Linked DNA regions of Mus musculus: regions 1, 2, 3 and 5 are each linked to region 4. The links are chromatin contacts, called in public HiChIP or PLAC-seq and promoter capture Hi-C maps. All regions are on one chromosome and are shown on one strand. Each heading gives the region's core, a stretch centred on a gene start, on an enhancer-like site or on the middle of the called end of the contact. The rest is flanking DNA. Distances are from core to core; before and after follow the strand shown.

Region 1 (5,701 bases), core at 2,753-5,252, 490 kb after region 4:
AAATAATATCCACACATGCACCACGGCACATGCTCTCCATCATACACAAAATAATATCCACACATGCACCACGGCACATGCTCTCCATCATACACAAAACAATAAAAAGTATTTTAGTTTTTAGAAAATTGATCAGCCGTATTCCCAAGTTATTCTGAAGGCCGACATGCCTTCTCACTTTCCCTCCTCAGGAAAGGGCTCCTTTCCTTGTTTAGTTTTGTAATTGTAATTTAATTTTATTTATCTATTATCTGTGTGTATGCATGTCACACGTTTATGGATGTCCTCATAGGCAGAAGATGGTGTCAGATTCCCGGAGCCAGAGATAGAGGGAGTTGTGAGCTGCCTGACATGAGAAACCAGAACTGAACTGGGGTCTTCTGGAAGAGCAGCAAATGCTCTTGACCACTGAGCCATCTCTCTCGGATCCTTTTGGTTTGTTTTTTTGAGACAGTGCTCATGTAGCCCAGGCTGGCCGTGAGTCTCACAATCTTCCTACTTCCACCTCCGGAGTGCTGGGATTACAAGATGCACCACCACACCCAGGGTGGAATGATTTTAACAAACAACAAGCATGGTTCGTGCCAGGCATGAGTGAAGGCAACACAATGACCTCAGCTGATGAAAACAGGAACTCATTAGTCATGGAAGACTCAAGGCAAAATGACCCTGTCTAAGCATTTCGAGGGAGGCCACTTGGCACAAAGCTCTGTGGCCTGTAGAAGCTCCTGATTGTACGCTTACAAGGACCTTAATTAGTTAGTAGTCTGTCCCCCTCCCTCCCTGCCTTCCTCTCTCCCCCTCCCCTCCCCTGTTTGCCTCTGTCTCTCTCTCTGTCTCTCTCTCTCTCTCTCTCTCTCTCTCTCTCTGTGTGTGTGTGTGTGTGTGTGTGTGTGTGTGTTAGGATTGGCTATTTCAACACCATTGCGTACCTGTGCCAAGTCCCCATGAACATGGCATGGCAGTCTTAGAAGAGCCTCCTGACAGTTTGCTCTGGATTAAATACTTTATTTCGTTGTTGTTTTGAAACCTCCACAGGCTTCACCTGAATCGTTACACTTCCGGTTGCCCTTTACAGAATTCTTAGATTCAAGTAAAGGATTTCTTGTGGCTTATTTGCAAATGCAGGTCACCTCGGTGATTAGAACCCATGACTATTTAAGCCCCTTTCCTCTCCTCATTTACCAGGGGCAAAAAGTAATGGCACTTAGGATGCTTCCTTCCATGGAAACTGTTTCTTCTCTCAGGCTTCCACTTTTCTCTTTGGCCACACTTGCTTTTTAGTACAGGAGCTGACCTGCTTTGTAATTTACATGTCAGGGTTAAGTTTACTCCTGAAAAGCTGACTGTCTGAATTGCTTTGTAGCTTCTTTAGGAGCTGATCTTTGCCACTGCCTCTTTCTCTCAAGGGCATGATGCTTTCTTCCAGGTGTGTTGGCACCTGTAACCTGTAACCCCAGCACTGGGGAGGCGAAGGTAGGAGGACCAAGAATCTGAGGTCAGCCTGGGTAATGCAGTCATGACCCGACCCCCTAGAGACCCCACAAAATAACAACAACAAAAACAAAGCAAAGGGGCTGGAGAGATGGCTCAGCGGGTAAGAGTACTGACTGCTCTTCCGAGTCCGAAGGTCCTGAGTTCAAATCCCACAACCACATGGTGGCTCACAACCATCCGTAATGAGATCTGACGCCCTCTTCTGGAGTGTCTGAAGACAGCTACAGTGTACTTACATATAATAATATAATAAATCTTTTTTTTTTTTAAGTATAGGAATGTTTCATGCTGAGACAGGTAACTTCTCCAAGCTTTGTACTTTGTGTTTTAGCAGTAAAATGTGCCTTGGAAAATGAAACTACCAATTAATGTTTGTCTTCTCTCATTTAAACCTCACAACAGCCTTTTGGGGGTGAAATGTACTTTTTTTTTTCCTCTAGCTCTTAAAACAGAAAATTAAAAATCCATATCTAATATATGCCAGTATGGTAGTGTCTTTTTTCTTACTTAGTGGGCAACATTAATCTGCTGGGAATGGGAGTCTTCTCCCGGGCTCTGGATCCATTCCTTGTCAGGAGTCCTTGGCTGTGTCATCTCTATTCAACTATCTCTCTTAGTCCTCAATGTCCTCCTCTGTTAATCAGTAATAATAATTATCACTAATTACCACTACTACTATCATCTCTGAGTTAGGTCCTTGGTCTCTAAGAAAAAGCTTCCCGCTTCTCATTTTACTGCAATCCCCACAACCCCCCTCCCCCCACACAGAGTCTCTGACAGAGTGAGGAGGTTTCCCTAGAAGGCCCTCACTTCCTCTAAGAACTGGGATTTCAGGCATCTGCCATCACATCCACTCTAAGGATCAAACCCAGAGCTTCATGCCAGACAGGCACTGAGCTACATCCCAGAAAGTGTCTCAAACTTGGGGGTCCTTAATTATAGTCCTTTGAACAGCAAAGACCATGGAAAGAGGTTCCATGGTATGTCTTTACCAGTCAACGATTTAATAGAGAATCTTTGTTAGCCGGCTGAGAACAAGACTAGAACATGGTGTTGCAGGTAAAAAGTACCTGCCACCAAGCCCGACAAGCCGGGTTTGGTCACTGGGAGCCACACGGTAGGAGAGAACAGACTTCAGCAAACTGACCTCCCCTTCCCTGCACTGGGGCATGTTTGCCCTCTCACACATCCAATAAAAATAAGATGTAATAAAAATCTTTAAACATACTAAAAATAGAAAATGGTTTGGAAAGGGAGAGCAATGAAGGTCAGATGAGAAAGAGCCCAAAACAAAGACTTCCCCAAGGCATATTTTGTCTAGACTCTGTGTTGCTCAAGATACGTCTTAGAAGTTGGCGTGAAGGTGAGAAGGAGGGTTTGGCATGTCCTAGAGCCGCAACTGGCAAGAAATGACTCAAGGACAAAACCAAGAAAGCAAGTCCTGGGGAACAAATAGGGACAGTCACAGTCCAGAGTCTGGGGCTCACTTCTTAGGCAGTGCTGGAGTCTGAGAGTGGCTTGTTGGTGATTAAGACATGGGACCTAGGCTGTTTACGTGGCACAGGGAGAGGTGGACCTGGGGTACGACTGACAGGGGCTCAGAGCGTCCTTGCAAGGTTCAAACATCAATCCAGTTTAGAGACCACTGAGTCCTAAATTAGGGGTGGTAGTGATAAGAATAGAAAGGGTGTCATACTGCAAACACAAAGCCACCACCTGAATGTGGGCTTACAGGGGCTGCATAGAAGTCTCCTGGACCCCAGACATGTGGAGACTCTGGGACACTGGTGAAAGTTCCAACAATTTCTATTGTCCATCTTCTTTGCTCTCCGCCCAATCTAAAATGCCCTTAGGTGACATCAGTCAGCAAGGTACTAAGTACCTAAATATGCAAAAGAAATAGAAGACTCAAGGCTGCCTATTAGCCCCTCAGTGAAAAATAAACGCAGCCTAGAAACAGTGATGTAAACCAAGAACCTGGTGGGCACTGGTCTAAACCTCCAAGCTCCTCTCTCCTGGAGAAGCCCGTAATGACTACTGTTAACTAAGAGGCTAGCTTTCGGGCTCCGTTCTGAAGCTGATCGGGTGCCTCCCTTAATTGTTTATTTCTGCTCTGAGGTTGGATCGGAACATTCTGCCTGAGATCCCTGTATAACAACCATTTCAAAGAGTGCAGTATCTTTTCTTCTTTTCATTTATTCCCTTTACTGTTTTATTTAATTTTTTTTCCTCTCCCATTTTCTAATCTTCATCTTATAAGAAACAACACTGAGTCTGGGCGTGAACACAGACAAAATCAGAGTGCCTATTCCTAGAGCATCTCTTCCAAGCCAGCCGCCATCACTGCTTTCCTTTCTCAACTGCATCCCTTCTCGTTCCCACGGCAACCGGCAGAGCCGCCCACGTGTGGACTCAGGACCCCCGGGGCCGTAGCCCTGCCCCACCCCCACGATCCACGTTCCCTCGCGACTAGCGGCACAGGCTCCGCGCGAGGAGGGAGGCACGGTTGCCAAGGAAACGGGAGGACGCCAGGCAGCCGCCCCCACCGTCTCCACCCCAAGAAAGGCCGGAGGCCGCGGCGGACAGCTGCCTCCCGGGAGGAGAAGGAAGAGGGCCCTCTAGAAGGAGGGAAGACAGTGAGGTGTGGGGGAGGAAGAGGAGCCCAGGACCGGCCCCACGCACGATTGATGGGCGGCTCTTCGCCCACCCGCTCCGCCCCGCGGCCCCTTTAGCCCCTTGTGAGGGGTGAAAGTGCTGATCCCCAAGGTAACGGGCGCCTGCCCCAGCCTTCCCAGAACTGAGGATCAACTATACCTTTAAAACTTAAAAGATTCTGAAGGGAAATCAGACCTCTTAGCGCCCCTCTCTTCTTCGGGCTAACAGTAGCTCCAGTTTGTTTCTACCTCAAAGGAACAGATTTAACTGGAGTCTAGTTGGTTTTTGTACACTGGTAGTTCCATCACCCCCAACTGCCGCACAGCTACATTGGTCTACAATCCAGGAAACAGCTTTTGAATGTGGAAACGATGGTATTATTAATGGTAGAACCCAATCGCTTGTCAAACTTGTGATGTTCTTTTCATTTTTCCAATTACACAGTCTCTGCTCTGGGCTTAATAGTCTGTGTGTGTTAGCTAGGTCTCTCATACACCCCTTTTACACAACCATTATTTCCTACGTTAAATTGGAACAGTCACCCTTTCTTGACACCACCCTGCCTCAAGCCCTCAGCCTCTGAAAAGTATAAACCGAGCCTAAGTCACTAAACTTATATTCAGCACAAGTTTAAAAAATGATATTAAAAAAAACTAAGATTTTTTTCCAAACTAAAATTGAAACAAATCCTGTAATCCTTGACATTACAAATGAATTCATTGTGGAAAAGATTAAAGTCTTCTGAAACTCTTCTTCTAAGCAGCCAATCATAGACATGGAGGAATTTATAGACCTGATTGTCAGGTAGTAACACAGCTACTTATATCTTGCCTCAAATGAAGCTTCAGTATAGAGAGGTTAAATTTACATTTTGCTTATTTGCCAAAATCAAGACAGTATAGTTTTAATGATATTTCACAGAGCGAGCATTGCAAGAAAACGGTAAGACAGCTTATTTTAAAAGCACTTCTTTCAGGTCAGGTGTGGTTTTTATCTTTTGTTTTTTGTTTTTTTTTTTTTTTTGACAAATGTAGTCACAGAAAAAGGAGACAGCATGTACACAGGCATGCACATGTGCATGTATGCACACATGTGTGATACTTTTAGAGACTGGAAAGGAATGTAGTCTGTCCTTATTCCTGCTCTCCTTAGTCAGGGTGTCTCAGTCTGAATTCCCTGGAAATTTATGCTAGAGAGGAATTCAAATGTCACAGAGTTCTTAGAATATTCCTCATTGAAATTTCACAGATGCGTGGAATTTTGAGGCCTTGGCAGAATCACTCGCTTCCTCTCCCCACCTCACACACCTCCTCATCCCTGGCCCTTTCCCTCTCCTTAGCATGGCATCGCACACCAATTTCTAAAACACAAACTTGATCCAGTGCTTTGTCACCAGAAGCTTGCAACAAACATACACATGATCATGCGTGATTTTCAGAACGAGAAGCAATTCAAAGGTGAGACTAGAAGACAGCACCGGTTGCGATCTCGGAATTGTGCCTGGCCCACGTTCCCCCCCCCCCCTTCGCAAGCACTCTAGCACCTGCCT
Region 2 (4,919 bases), core at 2,005-4,504, 270 kb before region 4:
AAATTGATAATATCAGATCTCTTAACTCAGATTCCCATTCAAGGGTCAAGCACCACTTACGATATCAAGATCACTGAGTAAAAGAGTGGGGTAAGCTTCATAAGAGAGCTACAATGACAGTTGGTTAATATCTACTCTACTTAATAATCTGCTTAGTAAGAACATCTTAAACACTGTTGAGCCAGTTAGTTTTTTAATGGCTTAATAGGAAATTAAAACAGAATAAAAAATAGCTATATTCAAATTATAATTTTGTCACTTTCTTTAATGTAATGCAAAGCTGTCAAATACCCAAGACTTTCTTTTTTTTTTTTTTTTTTTTTCATTTTTTTTTTTATTAGGTATTTAGCTCATTTACCAAGACTTTCATCACATTCCAAATCTAATAAAATGTGAGTGAGGGGAGTGGTGAGAGTTGTCTGAAAAGCACCCCTTTCCTATCAGTTTTAACAAAGCCAAGGACAACTTGGAACTTTGAAACAGACTACATTATATTATCACAATCTACATTACAGTGAATGGAACTGAATTACAATGTAAGTCAGATTTAGCACTCCTCTGCTCAGACAGCCCCATTTCATGCAGAATGAGGACAAAATCTTCAAAACCGTCTACAAGGCCCTAGTTGCTTTGTTTTCCTTTCTTCCTTTACGGTCTCATCCTTCATCTCATCTTCATCCTCATCTTCTCATTCCTTCATTTGCTAAGTGCTACAAACACACTGCTCCTCTAACAGGCCCAGCTTTGTCCCCTTCAAGGCCTTCATGATTGCTGTCCACCTGCTCAGAACATTCCTTTCTCCAGATACCTCCGTGGTTAGATGCTCTCACCATTTTCTAGCTTGCCTAAATATCTGTTAGATACCAGAAAGGGCTTTCCCTGACTACTCTATTGCAGCTTCTCCCAAGCCTCCTTTGCTGGTACAGACTACTCTTTAACATAAAGCATAACACACATCTCTCCTTCTTCTTTAGAAAGTTTCATAAATGGACTGGTAAAATGGTTCTACAGATTAATCGCCTGACCAGAATTCCATCCTGAGGACCTACATAGTGGAAGGAGAAAACCAACTCCCAGAGGTTGGCCTCTAACCTCTACAGGAGGGCATGATAAACATACATAAAGAAATAACGTGCCGGGCAGTGGTGGCGCATGCCTTTAATCCCAGCACTTGGGAGGCAGAGGCAGGCAGATTTCTGAGTTCCAGGCCAGCCTGGTCTACAGAGTGAGTTCCAGAACAACAAGAGCTATACAGAAAAGCCCTGTCTTGAAAAAACAAAAACAAAGACAAACAAAATAATACGTCCAAAAAATGTATATAAAGAGTCTCATGAGTGCAGTGGTCATAGATTTAACACTTAAGCAATTCAAGAGAGAACAGGCACAGAGGCAAGGCAATAACAATTTTATTTTTAAATGAATCACTGCAATTCTCCTTCTAGGTAAAGTAAAATAACATTTTCGCCCTGGAAGAATAAATTTTTATATCAGACTTACTGTTCACTTCCCACCTGTCAGAACAGGATTGGACTCTACAAAGTTTAAACGAATTAAGACATAACCTACCACCCACGACGGGTGGTGATGCACGCCTTTAATCCCAGCACTTGGGAGGCAGAGGCAGGTGGATCTCTGAGTTCGAGGCCAGCCTGGTCTATAGAGTGAATTCCAGGACAGCCAGGGCTACAGAGAAACCCTGTCTCGAAGGAAGAAAAAAAAGAAAAAGAAAAAGACATAATATCTACTCTACTTAATAATTGTTCAGCTTAATAGCTGTTCAGGTATGTGTAGGAGACAATACAGAAATAACACTTGCAAATAGTAACAACAACAACAACACAGTAGGAAAGCCACAAAACCACAGCCTAAAGGGGTAGGGGTGAAAAGGGAAAAAGCTAAGATGACAGAAAAGTTTATATATGCTTCCAAACTTGACTAGTATAATTTTTTCCTTACGATTCTGATACAGGTTTTCAACCCATATATATTATTCAAATCAGGTAGGCTCAAGTAGGCCGCAAAAAGTTTGTAACTATGGTGATGATGTTAATCATGATCTACTCAAGGTTTCACAAAGATCAATGACTATCACAGCCTTCTAATCTGTCAACCTCCGCTACCGAGACCCTCCCCGCCTCCATTTGTGGGTCCGCAATCCCCAACAGCTACCTACAAGGATCAATACTCCTCCACTGGCTCTCACAGCTTCGGAGCCCAGCACCCTGAAAAATCCCTTCCTGGAGCCCATCAAGCACCGCCTCCGGAAAGCCGCCAAGTGGGCCTCGTTAAGACGTGCAAGGAGCAGAGCCGTGGGAAGGCAACGTAGCTCCAGAGGGCCACCTCGGGGCTCCAGATCGCGTACCCATCCCTGCCCGGACCCCCGCAGCCACCCGGGTCCCCAGGCTCTGCCGATTCTTTGTTAAACGAGGCCGAGGTTCCTCCGCCCTCGCCAGGCCCCAGTTACCTCTCGTGTCCCCCGGGCTAGCGGCACTGCGTCTGGCGAGCCCTTCACCCAAACCCGCTGCCGCGGCTGCAGACGCAGTTGCTACTCCAGTCGGCGCGAAAGAACCCCCGCGGCCCTGCGTACGCGCGGTGCGGGACCGCGTCCAGCCGCGCTCTTCCTCCGCCCCCTTCGCCGCCGCCTCACGGCCCGTTGCTGACTGGGGGTAGGGTGGGGGGAGCGTCTGACATGCGCGCTAAGTAGAGCGCGAGCCGAAGGGTGGGGCTGGGGCTACGGCTGCCGAAAGGCGCCAATTAATGCCGCTCTTCCGATTCCGGAACGCAACATAACTACGTCACACACCCCGGACGGGAATCTGGTCCTGGGTGAGGATTGTGTCTGGGTCGTGTAGTGAGGGAGTCTGCAATGAAGAGAGCCGCGGCGATGGGGAACCGCCCGAAAAACTCAAGGTAATAAGGTGTTGATTGGAAACTTCATTTACATAAGAATGTCCACCTTCCCTTAGCTCTTGTCCCTTGCCAAAAACCAAAGCAACACAAAAAACCCACGACTCGGGCAACATTTCCCTTCATGCCTCTGTCCACATGGCCCCATAGACTATGGCCACCTTTAGCTTCCGGAGCATCCGATCAAAGTGACGTCTACCCGACGGACGGAACCCTACGGGAGAAACGCAGCCTCCGCTAGTTAGAGCACTTGTAGCCCAGGGGACGCTGGGGGTTACGTAATTTTCCCAGCAGCCCTAGCTCGCCTTGCGCGGATGTCCTGAAGGCCGCGCCCCGCCCCCACCCCGCGCGCAGGCGCAAACTAGCTGTACGCATTCTACGTAACGGACGGCTGAAGCTACGTGAAGAGTAGGGTGCCGTGACTGAGCTACCTGTTCTGGGCTGTTCAGTGACATCGCGGCCCGCAGATTATCTTTGCGACCTGAAGACAGAAACCAGACAAAGGCAGGCTGGTTGGAGGTAGTGGCCTCAGGAGCCCCGGGCCCGGTTGCAGCCTCGGGTGCAGGTAGGTAGCGGGGCCATGACATTCCAGTCGGTGTGACCGTGCCAGGCCGAGCGGTGACTAAGTTGCATGGCCGCAGAGCCAGGTACTGTTTCCCTCCTAACCAACCCTTTAAGTCCGGCCGGTGGTGACATGCATCAATACCCTCAACTTATCTTTCCAGAATTAAAAGAAAAAAAAAAAGACTAAACCTCTGTCCATCCTTTTCTGCTCCATTTTATGTTGGGCTTTAGGAAGATTTGGGGGAAGGTTTCGAGTAGATCCCAACCAACAGGACAAAATCTGAGAAAATATCTGGTGTGTAGCCAGAAGAATAAAAGAGCATCGAACTAGGCTTCTCCGTGGTGGACCTAGGACTAGACACTAGAAGTTTCACGGAAGCAACCGCTTCTAGAGTCGACCTTACCCGAAGGTTTCTAACATGCAAGTTATTTGTAACCAACACTTTACTTTGTAAGGTGACAGTAATGTCTACATCATTTCTAGAAATTTCATCATTTTGACTGATGCCACAGAGGCCTGGGAGGACAAGCAATGATTGCTACATATACTCCTTTTTACTGAGAGAGCTTGCGGAAGATAATCAAGATGGGTGTGTTAATGTTGTGCCTGGCTTGGAGTCTAGTGTTTTCTGCTTCAGAAGTCCTAGAGGCTGGATGGCCTGGCAGAGAGCTGTGCATCTGAGAAATGGGTTGACAGGTCCAGCTGAGTCTTATCAGAAAGCCAGTGCACAAATGGCTTGGATAATTTTAACATAAATAACCTTGAGGGAGCCTGTATGAATTCCATTAGAAACACTTCTGTGTTGTGAACACTCCTGGTATAGACTGAAATGGCCAGACTGTCAAATTGACAGGGATATGTAGTTACTTCTGCTTGGACAGGGAGCCACTAAAGCAGACGCTCTTTGTTCTTTGAGGCAGTGCCTCTTACTCTTGCAGGCTGGCCTAATATCACTATGTAGGACAAGGCAGGGCAGGCCACTGGAACTACTATACCTGCCACCACCCCCACCCCCTTAAGTATAGGGTCTCGCTATGTAGTCCTGGCTAGCCTTGAATTTGGACATGTGCCTGCATTTGACTCCTGAGTACTGGGATACCTCACCCACCCTACCGGCCCCTTGGAGCTTTTGAGACAGGGGTCTCCTGAAGCCTGGACTCACTATGTAGAAGAAGATGGCCTTGGACTCTCGGCCTCAGTCTCCCAAGTGCTGGGATTACAGGAGTAAACCGCCACACCCAATCTTATATGGTCCTGCTATCAATTTAGACAGTCTCAACAGCTTGAGTTACATCCCCAGCCTCCCTTTGTAACATTTTAAAAATTACATTAATTTATTTATTTGGGTCAGGCATATATAAAGGGGGAGGTATTATATCGCTGTGCATGGAGAGGTCAGAAGACAACTTCTAGTTTAATCATCAGTCGTAATACACATACCCTATCA
Region 3 (5,096 bases), core at 56-2,555, 450 kb after region 4:
CCAGGCGCTTTAACCCTCCTCTCTTTTCCCTTCATCTCATTTTTCTTTTAAAACTCCTTTTTCATTTCTCTTATTTCTTTCAAAACCCCAAGCAGTAGTGAGATCAGAGGATACAATCAATCCCTGTGAGTAGAAAGAATCTAGTCCAGAAGAAGTCAGATACAAATCTCCGAATTCATGTTCTGTGGCTCCGGAATAATTGCTGAGAATCGTTCAGTGGGGGTCATGTTAGGGCTGAGCTCAGGGCTTCATGTAATTGTGAAGTTCAGTGAGATGCTCTAAAGGACTTAATGAGTAACAGGGGGAGGGCAGCACACATGTAGTTTTCAGTCTATAAAGTTATCACTGTATTTCTCTACCTCTGACACACATACGCTGACACACTCACAAGTGCATGTGCGTGCAACATGATCGCCTTTATTTTTTTTTTCCGATTAAATGGCAGTGAGCCATGAAAAACTACAGCGGATTATAAGCAAAGTCTGTGTTTAAAAAAAGAAAAAGGTTTCTCTCCCCAAGTGACAGAAAGTTGGATAAATGCTATTTTTAGATGAAATATATCTAATGTCCAGATGTGATTCCCCCACATGAAGAGAAAAACAAACCTAGCCGAAGCCCTACACTTGGAGACATTGTGTAAAAGCTTTGGGTGATAATGGTTTGTCGTGAAAAGAGCGAGACACGTGATGCCGGCCGTCAGTCTGGGCCCTGGTTCCCTTGGGAACGGCATCGGCACACGTGGCTCCAACATGGAGATGATCTTGAGGTTTACACTCCGGGGTAATTGCTGCTAACTCTCTAGGCTTGTAGCTTTTTTTGGCACCACATTTCCGCGGGCGAAAAGAAAGAACAAGATGTCAGGATGTCTGCACTAAGTCAATCAGCTTTCTAGTGGGTGTCATCCTGAGAGGCCACCTGCTCAGCCAGGTAACCCTGCTCCTGCTCCTGCTCCGACATCGGCGAAGTCCCCCTACTTGTTCACTCAACCAATGGGCACATCTGATTCTCCTGCTCTCCTGCAGCTTGAGCATCCAGTGATGAGCAGAGCAGATGAAGTCCACTGGAATTGCAAGTCCAGTTTATAAATTACAGGAGAAAATCAATCTTCTTACTTAAGTGGCACAAATAATGGTGTCGTGTTTGATCACAGCCTTCGTCACTGTCCCCCGCCCTGACTGATGTCTAGTCATCAGGAAAGAGTCAATCCCTGAAATGCAGTTACAGAAGATAATCAAAGTAATGTAATACAGGCTTCAAGAGAGGAGGCACAAGCCAAATGACTGAGCAGTGACATCATTGCTGAAATAAAGGCATGGCCTCTTCAAGTGACTGCAGTGTGTGCTTCTAGGAGGACATCACTCCCAGCAATAGCAGCCAGGAGGCATGGAGGAAGCACAGGAGAGAGGGAGTGTCAGGAAACTAGATGGGGCAAGTCTAACCAAAGTCCAGGCAGGTGCTAAAAGCCTGGGTTGAGGAGGGAGTGGCGCTTTCAGGGAAGAGACACATCGGGACAGAAGCTTTTCAAGAGGAGCCCAGATGGCTGGAGAATCTTGGCCAAGCTGCATAGGCGAATACATCCAAGAGCTACATCAGGAAGAGTAGAAACTTGTCATGTAACACCCAACCCCAGGGAAATAGAGATGATGTACAGGTTATGTGGAAGAGCCTAGCTGCTAGCTGCTGGACAAGTGGTTTGTGTCTCTTAAGAGTTAGGAAAAGAGAGAGCTGAATGGCCTGTTCTCATGGTACCAGGGCAGTAACTAGCCTTTCATCATCTAGTAGAAGTGGTCACAGCTGCTCTGAAACTTCCCAAATATAGCTGACATGTTACAGATCTGGCTCTTCCTTGGTCCCAAGAAGGCAAAGAAACTCAAGAATAACCATGAAAAGAATAACCATTGCTATCCATTTCTAAGGAGTGAGATGGAATGGGATCCAGGACTTCACTTTGCACTATTTTAGACTTTATTTAGTTTTCTTTTATGTTTATTAGCATTTGCCTGAACATATGTCTGTGCACCACATGTGTGCAGTGTCTGTAGAGGTCGGAAGAGGGCATTCCCAGTCAGTCAAGAGCCACCATAAGGATGCTGGGAATCTAACCCAGTGACCCCAGAAAACAGCCAGTGCTCCTCACCCCTGAACCATCTCCCCATCCCTACTTGGCATTATTTCATGGTCATTTCTCAAATATCCAGGAACCAGTTAGGGAAGAGCCCTCCTCCCTCACACTGCTGCAGTTGTGGAGTCCCCGTTGAGTGTTACACATGGATTTGCATGGAGTCCAACAAACTGTCCCCCTTCTAACTCCTTCATAGACACCCAGGCTGGGGCGATGCTTAGCTGCAGTCCAACTCTGCCTCATGGGCTGGGTATAAGGCTCATGGGACTGATGTAAAATAAACACTGTTTGCTTGGGTTCATCCACACTAGTCTATACAATTGAACAAGCCAGGAAGCCAATCTTCCCTCCCTTTCCCTCTCTAACAGTCCCCAAGAAGACACTCTTTACGTGTAGTTGATGGAACACATGTTCACCAGACTTCTCCACCTGAATGCCAACATACCGCGTCCATTTGGGGGCAGGGAGGATTGTTTGTTTGTTTTTAATTAATTTCTTTTGGTGGGAGTGGAGGGGTATCTAGACAGCGTTTCTCTGTGCAGCTCTGGCTGTCCTAGAACTCGCTATCTCACTCCGTAGACCAGGCTGGTCTCAACTCACAGAAATCCCCCTGCTTCTGCCTCTTGAGTGCTGGGATTAAAGGTGTGCCCCACCACACCCAGCTGATATTTTTGTTTCTAACTTTCAAATTCTTATTTTATTTTGAGACAAGCTCTCACTAAATAATCCAGGTTTGACTCAGCCTCATTATATTGTCCAGGCTGACCTTTGGGCATGTGGCCTCTTTATTTTTTAACCTGTTTCCATGTAAAACTTAATCAAAGTAAAGGGCTAGGCCAAGAAAAGTTTTGCTCCTGTCTGTCTGTCTGTCTGTCTGTCTATCTATCTAGAATTTGCTGTTCCAGACCAACAGCTGCAGTCATTTTACCCATATGTGACTTCAACAGGACCAGGCACTGAGGTAAGGAGAAACCTTGCATGCCGGTTCAGCAAGAGGCACAGAAAGAAAATTGGAAAATAGAGAAAATACTGAAGAAGGGTGAGAAATCAAAGAAAGAAGATCAGCGGGGACTGTGTGATTTGGGAGTCTTTTGTCCCAGAGCCTGTGTTCCTACACGGTCACCTTGTACTTTCTAATAGATCTTACGGAGTCTGTGGACAGAAAGTCTCAGGTGCAAATCTCCGTAGTAAAACACCACCCATCGGTTCACAGCTGCTACCTCAGCATAACTTGTTAGTGCTATAGGATATGTCGTGAAGGCAAACATTTAGGTTCTTAAAATGTCTTTCAGAGCTTCTCTGGTCTTTTGCCTCTTCCTTCTTGTAAGAATGCTGCTGTGAGCTATAATAACCACATCTGGAGTTGCTTTTCTTTTCTTCCCCCCCCCCCCCAATATAATATGTTGATTGATTATTTGGGAATTTCACACAATGCACCCTGATCACACTCCCTAGTTGTCCCAGGTTCCCCCACCCTTGTGACTCCCAAGAAAGAGAGGGAGAGGGAGAGGGAGAGGGAGAGGGAGAGGGAGGGGGAGGGGGAGGGGAGAGGGGGAGGGGGAGAAAGAGAGAGAGAGAGAGAGAGAGAGAGAACGAGAAAGAGAAAGAGAAAGAGAAAGAGAAAGAGAAAGAGAAAGAGAAAGAGAAAGAGAAAGAGAAAGAGAAAGAGAAAGAGAAAGAGTTCATTATGTGTTGCCCATAGTCTCACTGGAGCATGGTCAAACTCCCAGTGGCCAGCCCTTTAAAGCCCTTCCCCACCCACCCCTACCGGGAACCATCAGTGTGGAGAGCTACACTTCAGCAGCCTTATCACAAAGTTAAGAGTTCTCTTCAATGGCTTGCTGACTAGGCTGTTACTTTCGTTTAGGGAGGAGGCAAAGGTTGTTTCTGGCCATGTAGCTCGCACTAGCTTTGAACTTGAGATTCTCTTGGCTCTACCTCTAGCATGCAGGAGCTTCAGACATCTGCCACCACATTTAGCTCACATCCAAAGTTCTGAACATGAGCTTTCAAATATTTTCACTCCAAGCAAATGATCTCCTTAACGTGATTAATCGCTTCCATTGGCTAATCTCCAGTCCATATCCTCAGCTCTATAATCAGAACAAATAATGTAATTGTCAGTTAGACATGGAGGCTACCGTTTGCCAAGTAGTTGCAATCAAAGTCTTATTAATGGTTACTCACGGAGGCACCGGCACTTGGGCTTTGCTGGAGACCTCCAAAATCATCTGGTTATTTTTATGTTCATATCCTTTAGCAAAGGCTTCCTCGTGTCACTCTTAAGCCTCTGACACCTCCTAAGTCTCCGATTGTTGACACTGAAACTGTTAATCAACTCTCTATTTAGAACCTTAAAATCAAATAATCCACCATGTCTTATAATCCTGTCATGCTTGATCATTGCCCAAAATAACCGTTGCCTTTTGGGCCATCCATCCTCTCTAACACCAACAAAGTTCAGTTCAATTACTGCGCAGACATTCCTTCTGACTTCTCATATCATGGGTCCAGCAGTTTACTACATCATTTCTCCTCTGTTCCTACAACACCGTCAACTAACACACTGATGCTGGACCCTTCTTGCCCGAAGCTCTACTTTTTCCCTGTCTACCTGCACCCACATCATACACACAAATGCTCAAAACAAAGGTCTCCAGCTTTTTCCTTCTTTCTTCCTGTCTGTCATAACCAAAAGATCTTTGGCACTTAATGATTTTTTTTTTTTTGGCCTCTTTGTTATGGGTTTAATTAAGGGTTTCTTCATCTTCCTTCTGGATTACAGCAAGACTCTTCTATCCTGGCCATCTTAATTTCACCTTTAACCCCCTGCCTTGTTCCTCAGTTTCCTGTCAATGACCTTTCACAGTTACAAACCTGACCTTTTAATTAGTCCTGCCGAAAATCTGTCAGTAGACACCTTTTGCCTTCAAAATCAGACCAAAGTTAGCCTGGAATTCAAGACTCTTCTGTC
Region 4 (5,048 bases), core at 1,554-4,053:
CTCCTCGGTAGGCAGTTAGAGAGAGGGGACATGTTTGGTAATAAAGATGGTGACCTGCCAAGGTGGCCAGCTTCTTCCTCACCCTCCAGACCCGAGACAAAAACCTGACAGCTTAAAACAAAGGCCCTGTGGGCATCTTCTCCCACCACCGGCCAACTGCTGATGGATTGGCCCAACAAGTTCAAGATGTGTTTACACAACAACTGTGGGCCAATCGGCAACCCTGTCTGTGTTCTGAACTGGCCAATCCTAACTTAGAGGAGGAACCCCAGCCCTGGAGAGGAGACTGGATTTTCTGGTTTCCAGAGTCTCTTCTCTGTTTGAAGCTCTTTTTCTCTGGGTGTTTGCTGTGTGTGCACGTGTTTCCACGGTCCCAATAAATCAAAAGAAAAAGCCTCAACCGCGGATGCTGACTGTCTGCTCCTGTTTTCGGAGTTCGAGATCTTCCCTGCCTTCTGGTTCTTTAACCGTCAGAGGAGCTGAACCTGATCAAGAGCCCTAGTTGGTAGATAACACCACCACTTCCTGCTCAAGGCTGGTTCCCCACAGGCCCTAGCCAGCGCGTGTCCTGCTCCTTCAGGGCCCAGCAGAGGAAAACCTCTGCCTGACGGCACACCTCGCCTGGTCTCCACATTTGAGTTCTGTAATTACAGTGTGCTGTTTGTCTAAGTCTTATTTTTCTCAGAATGGACCAACCTTGGGATCAACCATGGATGGGCAACAACTCAGTCTTTGATGTCCCGTGTCCCCTGCCCTTAGTGTTCCTGAGGTCTCAGGTGGCTGTCTTTACTGCTGGCTCTGGAAGCACTGTGGCTGGTGTCTTGCCTGGCTGCTGCTCTTGCCCCCATGGTGGGTTGTTCCAGTAGATGCTCTGATCCTTCCTGGGTCTCTGCTGTCTTGGTCACCTTCAGTGACCATGTATCTGGAAGATAAGCTTTTCTTCCATAGTGATTCATGGTTCTATTTTCAACTTGATCACAGTAACCATTATGTATATCCACAACCTGAAGGGACCTGAGGATGCTGCTGCCTCAGTCTCAGGGTGGTGGACACAGGACCTGCTTGCTGCTGCTGGTGGCCGTGGCTGCTGAGCTGAGAGCTCTCCAGGGGATATTGTAGGGCAGGGCCCAGTTTTTGGAACTGATATAAATTTGTTTGGCTCAGGCATGTGGATTCTTGTATCGCTTTTCACATTCCTCTGGACTCTAAGGACTCCAGAAACACTTGGGAGCTACACCTACACTAGGCTTCCCTGGTGAAATGAACAAAAAACTAAAAACTTACCTTCAAAGTAAAACCAGGCTGGGTGGTGGTAGCACACAACTTTAATTCCAGCACCCAGGAGGCAGAGGCAGGCAGGTCTCTGAATTTGAAGACAGCCTGGTCTACAGAGAGTGTGTTCCAGGACAGCCAGGGTTATACAGAGAAAAGTCAATACCTCTCACAGATGCACGTGTGTACACGTGTGCACGTACACACACACAAACACACACACACAAGACCTGGTTACATTTGAGAAACGCTTAGGATCTATTCATGCTAAATTTCTAAGATAGAAATGTAACTAGGAATCCTGGTTTTCCCCTCAGCTTTCTGCACTGGGTAGCCCTGGGGAGAAAGAATGTGCCAGGTGGGAGTGGGTCTGCCTTAGGTCTGGCGTCCTGGTTATGAGGACAAAATTTATTCTGCTCGGTGCCTTTTTTTGCTCCTTAAGGCCTTTCGCTCAGAGACCCCCTCCCTGCATCGTGAGTGTGTGTGAGTGTATGTGTGGTCGTCATAACTCTAGTCTTTCCCATACTGCCACACTGGCGGTCAGGAAATGCACTGTGAAGCAGTCAGCTTGGAGACTTGAAGGAATGAGGTAGGGGATGATCCAACAAAGGACTCTCCCAACAGGAGCCTCCCCGGGTCTTGGAAGGCACTTTAAGACCAACACTTAAACAAGATTCCATCCTGCCAAAATCGGTCCCTCCTTTTCCTCCCAGGAGCCCAAATATACCCAGCAAACAATGAGAAATGGCTCAGCGCCATGTTTAGTTTATAAGCATGTATTTATTGCCTGCACCACCAAGGAAGCTGTTGCTTACCTTAAAAAGCCCATTAGCTTCTGCCAGACGAAAAGTTACCATAAGGTAATTCCGGTTTTTGGTTCTCTCTCAACCGTACACTAGACAGCATACCCACCCTCTAAGAAGGAGCCCCCGCCCCAATTCTGGCTTCTACCAGTGGGCAGCTCCCAGCATGCTGAGGTGTTCCAGGGACTGCCTTCACAGTCATGCTTTGCCTCACAAGGTAAAATACCCCATTTCTCTCCTCCTCTCCGTGAGTCTGGCCAGGCATCCAACAGGAAAGAACCTTTTGTTCCCAGCTTGTAGGAAGTCTGAGCTAGGCTCTTATCTATTCGTAGCATTTCCTGGATAGCGGGCCAGGATCTGCTAAGCTCCCAGCCTTGGTCTTGGCAACAGTCTTAAGTACAGACCTTGGCATACACCAGGTCTAGGACTTAAATGAGAAGTTGGAAGGACACAATTTACCCTTAGATTGGTGTCTCTGTCTCTCTCTCTCTCTCTCTCTCTGTGTGTGTGTGTGTGTGTGTGTGTGTGTGTGTGTGTGTATCCTGGAGTGGAAAAAATGGGAGGCAAACTGTATCAACAACAGTGTCTATGTGGTCAATGTGGCTGGTGTGCAGATGCGGAAGGGCAGGGTTATTCCCAGCCTTCCAGTAAAGTGTAAAGTGCCATCTCCGCCCACGAGGGCTGGAAGAGGTGACCCTGGGTTCCCGGAGCTGAGCTTGGGCCCAGGCCAGGCCTGACACCTAGCGGCCTCCTGGGTTTGGGCGTGGAGAGTAGCGAGCGAGAAGCTAGAGACCGGGAACCCGGGCGCCGAACCCGCGCCGCTAACCTTCCCCGCACGCCGGTCCCGAGCCAGTCCGGAGCCAGTCCCGAAGCTGCTGGAGTTCGGGTCCTGAGTGCGGGTCGGTGTAGCCGAGGTGCCCTACCGAGTGCCGGCGCCTGGCGGGACTTCCGGCGCAGGTGACCGTCGCCTCCTCGCGCGCGCTACCGCTTCCCCGCCGCCGCCCCGTCTCCATGGCGACGCCGTCGCGCCGAGGCTCGTGGAACCTGCCGAGCGTCCGGGGCGCGGCGCGTGGACGCGCGCAGGCCTGGCGGCGGCGGGACAAGGTAGGCGACGGGGAGGTGGGGAGCCGAGTTCCGCGCGGAGGGGCGGAGGGGACTGTGGCCAGGTGAGGCAGGGCTTCGAGCCGCCCTTCCGCGCGCACCTGCCCGCACCGACCCGGCGCTGCCCGGCTTGTCCCCTGACGCGGGTGTTGTGCTGCTGGCACCCGGCAAGGCAGCCGGGGGAGCGCGGGCCGCGTCTGCCCGAGTTAGAATGGGGACTGCTGGTGACTTGAATTCAAGTCCAGGGGCCTGCGGCTGTACTGTAGAACAAAGTGGGTGGGAGTGGACCAATCTGCATTCGCCACGACTGAGCTCCCACTGTCCCCGCGGCCGGTCCCTGCGCTCAGGTGCGGGCCTGGTGGATCCTCTTTCTCTTCTTCCGCATCCCACCGTCCTCGGGCAGGATAACTAGTTCCTATCCTGGCAGAACGCCTGGCTTCGTGCTTTGGCCTTGGAAGTGACTCAGGGGCGGAACTTCTCGGAGAGAGGGATCTGCTGCCGCCTCTGACTCCTGGAGTGGTAGCCAGGCCACCTCCCCCTTTCCGGTCACTTCTCTTCTTACCCTTACCACCTTTCCACAGGCGCTGCAGCACCACAAGTCACAGACACTTTTGGTTGCCCTTCCTTTTTTTGTCTTGGCAATTTTCTTTAAGAAAAGCCCCATCTCCGATACCTGAGTTCTGTCCGCTTCTTAACAAAACAAAAAGCAAAGTGTTCTCACCTCCCTTAGATACCTTGATTGCTCCTCAGCACTTGGATCTGGGAGGAAAATACTGGACTGCTCCAACCCCACCCCTTGTAGGAGGAGCTCCTGGAACCAGAAGTAGAGTTGCACACAGATGCCCTGCCCTGCCATTGTCCCTGGGTAGGCAGAGCCCAGGTTTCTTGAACTTACAGACATCTGAATGCTGGGATTAAAGGCCATGCCAGGCCTTGCGTTCCATTTTCTAATCGCCTCACAATTAATTAGAGTACAAGTGGGAATATGAAATTTCAGACATTAAAATTACCACCTAGGTCACTTGTGGTGACAAGAGGCTGTGTTCCTAGAATGTGGGAGCCTGATGCAGGGAGACTGAACGTTTAAAGCCAGCAGACCTACAGAGGGAGATCTTGGTCTAACGCCCCCTCCCCCGCAACAAGAACTAAAGGCAGACTGTTTGACAGTCTTCCTCGCTCTAGAAGTTTGTACTCTATAGGGGGAATGAATGGGTTGGTGGTGGGGCAGGAGGGATCTGGTCATCTTCATGGGTCCGTTGACGTCACTATGACGTTTAGGAGATGTTATTTTTGTTCAACTGCTGTTTGCTTAGGTCCTAGCTAGGTGGCAGGCACTGTGCTAAGCACTTGTGCATATTTTTTTTTTCCATTTAAGTTGTCCGAAGTCCAATGAGGTAGGTCTTAAGGTCCCCACTCCACCCCGCTCTCCTCCTCCCCGACCCCACAGTTGAGGAGGCCAGCTTGGAGAATGGACAAGGCCTCCCTGATGGCACACAGTAGGAAACAGTGGAACACACAAATGCTCCCATGCCTTAGGTGGTTGGCATTCATGGGAGCCCTTCCTCCATAAAAATAAATAATGATATTTTTCAAATTTCCCTGGTGTAAAGACAACATACAGACTGGATTAAAAACATAAACCATTTCAACCCCTAAAGTTCAGCTCTTCCATTCTGAAATGAAGCAGGCTCTTTTATTTTTAACTCTTGGCAAGTTCTGGTGCAGAGGCACACCTGATGCTGACCCTCCTTCCTTCCTGGCGCATCCTGGGTGCCCCGTGCTACCGCTCAGCTTCTTTTTGCCTTTTGTCTCATCGTGTCTTAGGATCTTACCCATCAAGGAAAGCTCTAGTCCCTTCCCCCACTGCAGTCT
Region 5 (5,129 bases), core at 2,340-4,839, 330 kb before region 4:
AGAAGCGTGAACAAATAGCTTAAAAAGCTGGGTGCTTCGGAAGAAGAGTAGGGAAGCCATCTCCTGCTTCGAAAGGAGTGCGGATTTGTCTCTAGACAATCGCTACTGAGCGAGGCTTGGTGATGCAGACCCATAACCCTTGCTTATGGGAGCTGGTGGCAAGAGAAATACCAGTGCAAGGTCATGCCTTGATACTTGGGCTGTTGGTAGACAATAAGCTAGGTGGGGACAGACAGTAAAGTCAACCATGCCGCACTAAGCTCTTTAGACAGGCTTTCCCAAAAGTTACCGGCGTTTAGACTATGTAGAGCGGTGGGGTCCTTTACAGGCAATCCTGCGATCGCGTGATACAGCAAAGCAGGGCTGTTCCCAAAGTCGGGATGGAAGGGAAGGTGGAAGCGCCTCTCCTATCTCAGACTCAGCTCAGAGTCCCTGAGAGTTCTGAGAAGCCCAGAGAGCTACATTCTGAAGTCCCCTGATGAAGATAAGTGAGGACACTCGGGTTCGTGGATGGAAGTGTTCTGATTTGCTTTCTCGGGGAAAAGAAATGCCAGAGGATTGGCTAGGGTGGCCCATGCAGGAAGCCAGTTGGATGGGGTGGAAGACATGCTGAGGAGCTAGGAAAGATTTGGGAAAACAGAAGTACGTGATTCAGAATGGGGGTGGGGGTGGAAGATGACGGTGGTGTCGAGAAAGAGAAAGCTCTAAGCTGTTGTCACCACCTTGCCTTTTACCCCTAGCATGGACTCTAACCCTTCGAAACCATAAGGCCAATTAAATGGGTTTTGTTTGTTTGTTTGTTTTTAAAGACGGGGTGTCTTTGTGCAACACGGCTTTGTAGACCAGGCTGGCCTTGAGCTCACAGAGATCCACTTGCCTCTGTCTCTTGAGTGCTGGGACCAAAAGTCTGCACCCCCCACATGCAGTTTAAGTGTTTCCTTTTCTAAATTGCTTTGGTCATCACATTTTGTCACAGCAATAGAAAAATAGCCAATATCACCGGAAAACAGCTTTAATGTATGAGCTATGTCTCCATCCCTGCAGCATCCTTTTTACTGACCATGTAACACTGTTTCATGTGCATTATCTGATTCTCTGTTGTCAGACACTGATGCTGTTACATGATATAAAGAAAACACTAGGACCATAACAGCAAGCCTTGGCTCTACAGAGCAGCAAGTCAAACTTGGCTGACCCCACAGAAGATTCACAGGCCAGTTCATGCAGGCTTAGCTTTCCTGCTCTTTGAACAAAGGAGCCCCTCCCCCACCTTCTGGAGACAGGATCTTATTATGTACACTGTAGCCAATAATGAAACTGACCTTCCACTTCTCTGGCCTTCACCTCCCAAGTGCTGAGATTACAGGCATGCATGACCACACCCAGCTTTATGTGGTGCTAGGGATGGGAGGCAGGGCTCCACGCATGCTAGGCGAGCACACTGCCAACGCCGTTATATTCCCCAGTCCAGAGCAAAGAAGCCGATATGACACGCTAGCTTAGGAGTAGAAGAAAACATCTGGCAAACACTGATGGCAGAACCCAAGCAAAGCTGTAAACGTTACAAGTCATTTTTTCCTTCCAAAAGAGCCTTTCCAGACTTCATAAGCTCCTCTTTGCCAAGCCTTTGTCACTGCAGCCCCAGAAGCCAATTAAATGAAGTTTCTTGGGATGTTCCAGGATGGGAAGCTGAGCTCCTAGGACCTAATTCCATGTTCTTTTACATCAGCTCTGGTCCCTCCACTGTCTGCAGATTCTATACTTTAGATTGCCTGTTAGATTATGTATGTAAAGACTGTGATCACAGAAGAGTTGTGTGTGTGTGTGTGTGTGTGTGTGTGTGTGTTTGTGCACTTTCAGGGCTTTAATTTTCAAATGGCTTCCACTAAACAGGTGCTCTGAACCAAAGTCACTTGAAGGTGCCTTTCTGGAGACAGACCCCCCTCCCCCATTCTCTCTGCCCAGGAGGTCTAGTTCTTAGGTAACTGAGCCTTCACTCTGCCCAGACAGTCTTAGGTAACTGATCCAGACCTTACTTTTCATATAAGTAATTCATGCTGGCTTTGGTCTCGAGACCCTGCTTCCCTGACATTTTTGGGACCTGCTACCATCTCTGAAAGCTCAAAAGCTTTGTGGCACACAAGTGAGATCAACCCACCTACAGGACAACTCTTTATTGGACAAGTTAACAAAAGCAGTTTAGTCAAAAGACCAAAGCCTATGTCATCTTTGGCCAGCCTGGTCTACAGACCTAGTTCCAGGACATCCAGGGCTGCACAAAGAAATCCTATCTTGAAAAACCAAAAAAGAAATACAGAATCTTGTACCCTGCCCCCATTTCATTGAACCATAAACCACATTTTAACAAAAAGCTCGGCTTTCTTCTGATATAGGGTCTCCTGTAGAATCAACTGGTGATGCAGCTGAGAACCATCCTGAACTTCTGGCCCACCTGCCTCCTCCTGTGTGCTGGGATTTTGAGGATGCACCACCATGTAGTTGATGCAGTCTGGGGTTCAAGCCCAGGGCTTTGTGCACGCTATAACCTGAGTTACACCCCCAACCTGATTCTGAGGATTTTCAGTGCCTAGTTAAGTAGCACTATTCTATACCGTGGGTAGGAGATACCACATTGACAGAGGGTAGGTCTATAACATAGCCGAAGCCAGTGGTTTCTGAAAAGGTTCTCAACTTTTCTTTTCTTTTTTGGTTTTTCGAGACGGGGTTTCTCTGTGTAGTCCTGACTGTCCTAAAACTCACTTTGTAGACCAGGCTGGCCTTGAACTCAGAAATCCACCTGCCTCCGCCTCCCAAGTGCTGGGATTAAAGGCGTTTGCCACCACGCCCGGCTGATTCTCAACTTTTCAAAACTAAGTCCTATACAAACTGGATAAAACTTATTTCAGTACCTGGAGTTCTCTCAGCATGCAAAATCCCTTCACCTAAAAACATTTTCTGCGAATTACCAGGCTTCCTTAAAGAAAGGCACGGGCAAGTTAGTGCAGTTAAGTACTCGGAGTTGGGCCAAGCCAAGCTTTCACTCAGCTGGGTCACGTCTGGGGCCGCCCATGTCCTTGGAAGCGCGGAGCAACCAATACAGGCTTCTGGGGGTAGATGGGTGGGTGGGTGTGGGGTGCCTTATGCCACCGGCCCCGAGATGGGCTCTTAAAAAGTGGTTGGCGGCTTTCCCGCCGCGGATCGCTTATTTTTAAGGCTTGAAGACGCAGAATTGACGGAACTGTTTTGGATGGGCCATATCGGGGATCTCGCCGAGGCAGCAGCACTACGGAGCAAACAGCAAACACCTAACAGTTCGGACGGCCCTACGCGACCTTCGAACTCTGACCCCACGCCTTTCTCCTCCGCGCTTCCGCGTGCAGCTTCCGCTCCCGCTCCTCCGGGAAAAGGCCGCCTCCCCCAAGGGCGGGGCTCTAAGGCCGTCAGTTATGGGAGGTGCTGGTTTGAGGCGGGTCTCGCGAGGGCGGGATTTAAAGAGGCATTCTCGATTGGGTTGCCGGGCAGGGGCGGGGCCTGCAGGGTCTAGGTTGGGCGGGGCTGGGAGTTCGTAACCGCCTCTGGGTAACTGGACTCCGGCGATCAAACCTCCGGAGGCCGGGAGAGGCCTGCGGGCTCGCGGCACATCCCGGATCTGGAGTATCCCTGGCAGGAGCGGAGTCAGAGGGGCCGCGGGATCCTAAAGCCGGGCTGCAAAGAACTTGCGAACTTGGAGTAGAAGATCCCGGAACCCGGTAGTAAAATCGGGAAGTCCCGGATCGCGGAACGTAGCTCGCGGAGCGGACTCAACACGGAGACCGGAGGCCGGATCGCTGCACCGCGGGACGGGACAGAGTGATGTCCGGCCGTGGCGCGGGCGGGTTCCCGCTGCCTCCGCTGAGCCCCGGCGGCGGCGCCGTTGCCGCGGCCCTTGGTGCGCCGCCTCCGCCTGCGGGACCCGGAATGCTGCCCAGCCCGGCGCTCAGGGGCCCGGGGCCTTCTGGAGGCATGGGGGTACCGGGGGCCGCCGCCTTCCGCCCCATGGGCCCCGCTGGCCCCGCGGCGCAGTACCAGGTGAGGAGGGCAGGCGAGCGGCGCCGCGAGGGCGCTGTGTCGGTCTCCCTGGGGCCTCAGGTGAGGACAGGCGGCCCAGGGGACACTGCAGGAGGAACTGTCGAGGGCTGGTGGCGGGCAGGCCAGAGTCCCTTGGTTAGTGGCTCGGGGTTGGAGGCAGTGTTGGGGAAAGGGTGAAAGCCCTCTGCGGTGGAGGGCTTGAGCAGTTAGAGGAGTCCCGGGGCTTCTTGGCTCCGAGTAACTTAGAGATGGAGGCTTCGTGAGATCTAGAGAATTGTGGGCAATCAGGTTGAAAGTGTAAGACAGGTCCCGGAGTGGAGGTGAGGGAGTGACCCGGGATGTGGTGAGGAAAATTTGGAAGAGGGTCGTTAGTGAGAAAACAGGGTTACTCTTTCTTTGGCCTCGGTCCCACTGCATCTCTGCCTTGGCTTTCTTTCTTTCTTTTTTTTTTTTTTTTTCTTCCTAGTTGGGAACTGGCAGAGCGTTAGTATGTCTGAGATGGCTCCCAGCTGCTCAAGTTGAGGAGGAAGGAAGCCAGGCTTCCTACGAAATGGGAGACTAAAGAGATTGGGCCCAGATAACTCCAGGATAGATTAGAAATAGCTGTGTCCAGGTCTGAAGAAGGCCCGATCCCATTAACAGACCATTCAAGATATCCTCTGTACGGGGCTTTCCTTCTTGATGCCAGTGTCCAGTAAAGTTTGGAGGAGCAGGGAGGCTTTGTGGAGTCCTGCTGGTCTTGGGCTGCACAGGGTACTGCCCTGACCCTTCTGTCTTGGCAGAGAGCTGTCTCAGGTTGCAGCATCAAAGGCCATTGACAAGCAGAGACAGGACCCGTGGTCAGTGCATTGGGAACTCAGCCTGATTCTGCATGTGGCGCTCCTCATTCCCCAGAGCTCTGGTTCAAGTGGCTCCAGAATGTTTGGGAATTTTGTTTTGCTTTTGCATTTTGGTGCTGAGCATGGAATCCAGGCAGGGCTTTGCACGTGGCAGACGATTGCTGTATCAGGGAGCTGCACCTCCTTTCCTGGGGATTGTGCCCATCCTTCTCCCACATCCTT

What was found. Promoter capture Hi-C pulls out the DNA fragments that hold promoters and counts their contacts. HiChIP or PLAC-seq counts read pairs in DNA pulled down with a chosen protein or histone mark.
Region 1: a contact with region 4 is called in an H3K27ac HiChIP or PLAC-seq map of embryonic stem cells, with 5 read pairs. The contact joins the promoter of Marchf10 here to the promoter of Cyb561 in region 4. A contact is called at or near these places in 5 of 39 promoter capture datasets (the SN4741 cell line, embryonic stem cells, hematopoietic stem and progenitor cells and 2 more), 5 of 115 datasets of contacts at active chromatin or transcription factors (the NIH/3T3 cell line, differentiating embryonic stem cells, embryonic stem cells and 1 more) and 1 of 9 other capture datasets (adipose tissue).
Region 2: an H3K27ac HiChIP or PLAC-seq map of epiblast stem cells shows a contact between it and region 4. The contact joins the promoter of Ccdc47 here to the promoter of Cyb561 in region 4. A contact is called at or near these places in 2 of 39 promoter capture datasets (both in embryonic stem cells), 1 of 15 datasets of contacts at CTCF or cohesin (the NIH/3T3 cell line), 3 of 484 Hi-C or Micro-C datasets (the G1E-ER4 cell line, embryonic stem cells and stem cell-derived neural progenitor cells), 13 of 115 datasets of contacts at active chromatin or transcription factors (T-cell acute lymphoblastic leukemia, embryonic stem cells, epiblast stem cells and 4 more) and 2 of 9 other capture datasets (adipose tissue and pancreatic islet).
Region 3: a promoter capture Hi-C map of hippocampal neurons shows a contact between it and region 4, with 2.2 times the contacts expected there. The contact joins the enhancer-like site here to the promoter of Cyb561 in region 4. A contact is called at or near these places in 3 of 39 promoter capture datasets (the HPC-7 cell line, frontonasal cranial neural crest and hippocampal neurons) and 1 of 115 datasets of contacts at active chromatin or transcription factors (fetal liver).
Region 5: a contact with region 4 is called in a promoter capture Hi-C map of embryonic stem cells, with 3 times the contacts expected there. The contact joins the promoter of Smarcd2 here to the promoter of Cyb561 in region 4. A contact is called at or near these places in 7 of 39 promoter capture datasets (the HPC-7 cell line, embryonic stem cells, neural stem cells and 1 more), 4 of 484 Hi-C or Micro-C datasets (the G1E-ER4 cell line, embryonic stem cells and pre-B cells), 11 of 115 datasets of contacts at active chromatin or transcription factors (T-cell acute lymphoblastic leukemia, embryonic stem cells, epiblast stem cells and 3 more) and 3 of 9 other capture datasets (embryonic stem cells, liver and pancreatic islet).

What each region holds. Positions count from the first base shown.
Region 1 is chr11:105,455,036-105,460,736 of GRCm38.p6, reverse strand. Marchf10 (membrane associated ring-CH-type finger 10) reads left to right here and starts at 4,002. Exons shown (of 12, transcript NM_172568.2): 1 at 4,002-4,263. The region is part of intron 1 of Gm39417 (a long non-coding RNA gene); the gene reads right to left.
Region 2 is chr11:106,214,702-106,219,620 of GRCm38.p6, reverse strand. It overlaps Ccdc47 (coiled-coil domain containing 47), which reads left to right and starts at 3,254. Exons shown (of 13, transcript NM_026009.2): 1 at 3,254-3,472. Ddx42 (DEAD box helicase 42) reads right to left here and starts at 2,695. Exons shown (of 18, transcript NM_028074.4): 1 at 2,465-2,695.
Region 3 is chr11:105,491,405-105,496,500 of GRCm38.p6, reverse strand. No RefSeq gene overlaps it. Among named protein-coding and RNA genes, the nearest start is that of Gm35828, 15 kb to the left of the region's middle. Within about 2 kb of position 1,305, at least 36 of the 459 cell types and tissues checked have an H3K27ac peak or open chromatin away from gene starts, as enhancers often do. A contact at or near this core is called in hippocampal neurons, where this site is marked.
Region 4 is chr11:105,942,242-105,947,289 of GRCm38.p6, reverse strand. It overlaps Cyb561 (cytochrome b-561), which reads left to right and starts at 2,803. Exons shown (of 6, transcript NM_007805.5): 1 at 2,803-3,179.
Region 5 is chr11:106,271,432-106,276,560 of GRCm38.p6, reverse strand. Smarcd2 (SWI/SNF related, matrix associated, actin dependent regulator of chromatin, subfamily d, member 2) reads left to right here and starts at 3,589. Exons shown (of 13, transcript NM_001130187.1): 1 at 3,589-4,068. The coding sequence starts at 3,853. It also overlaps a transcript of Tcam1 not described here.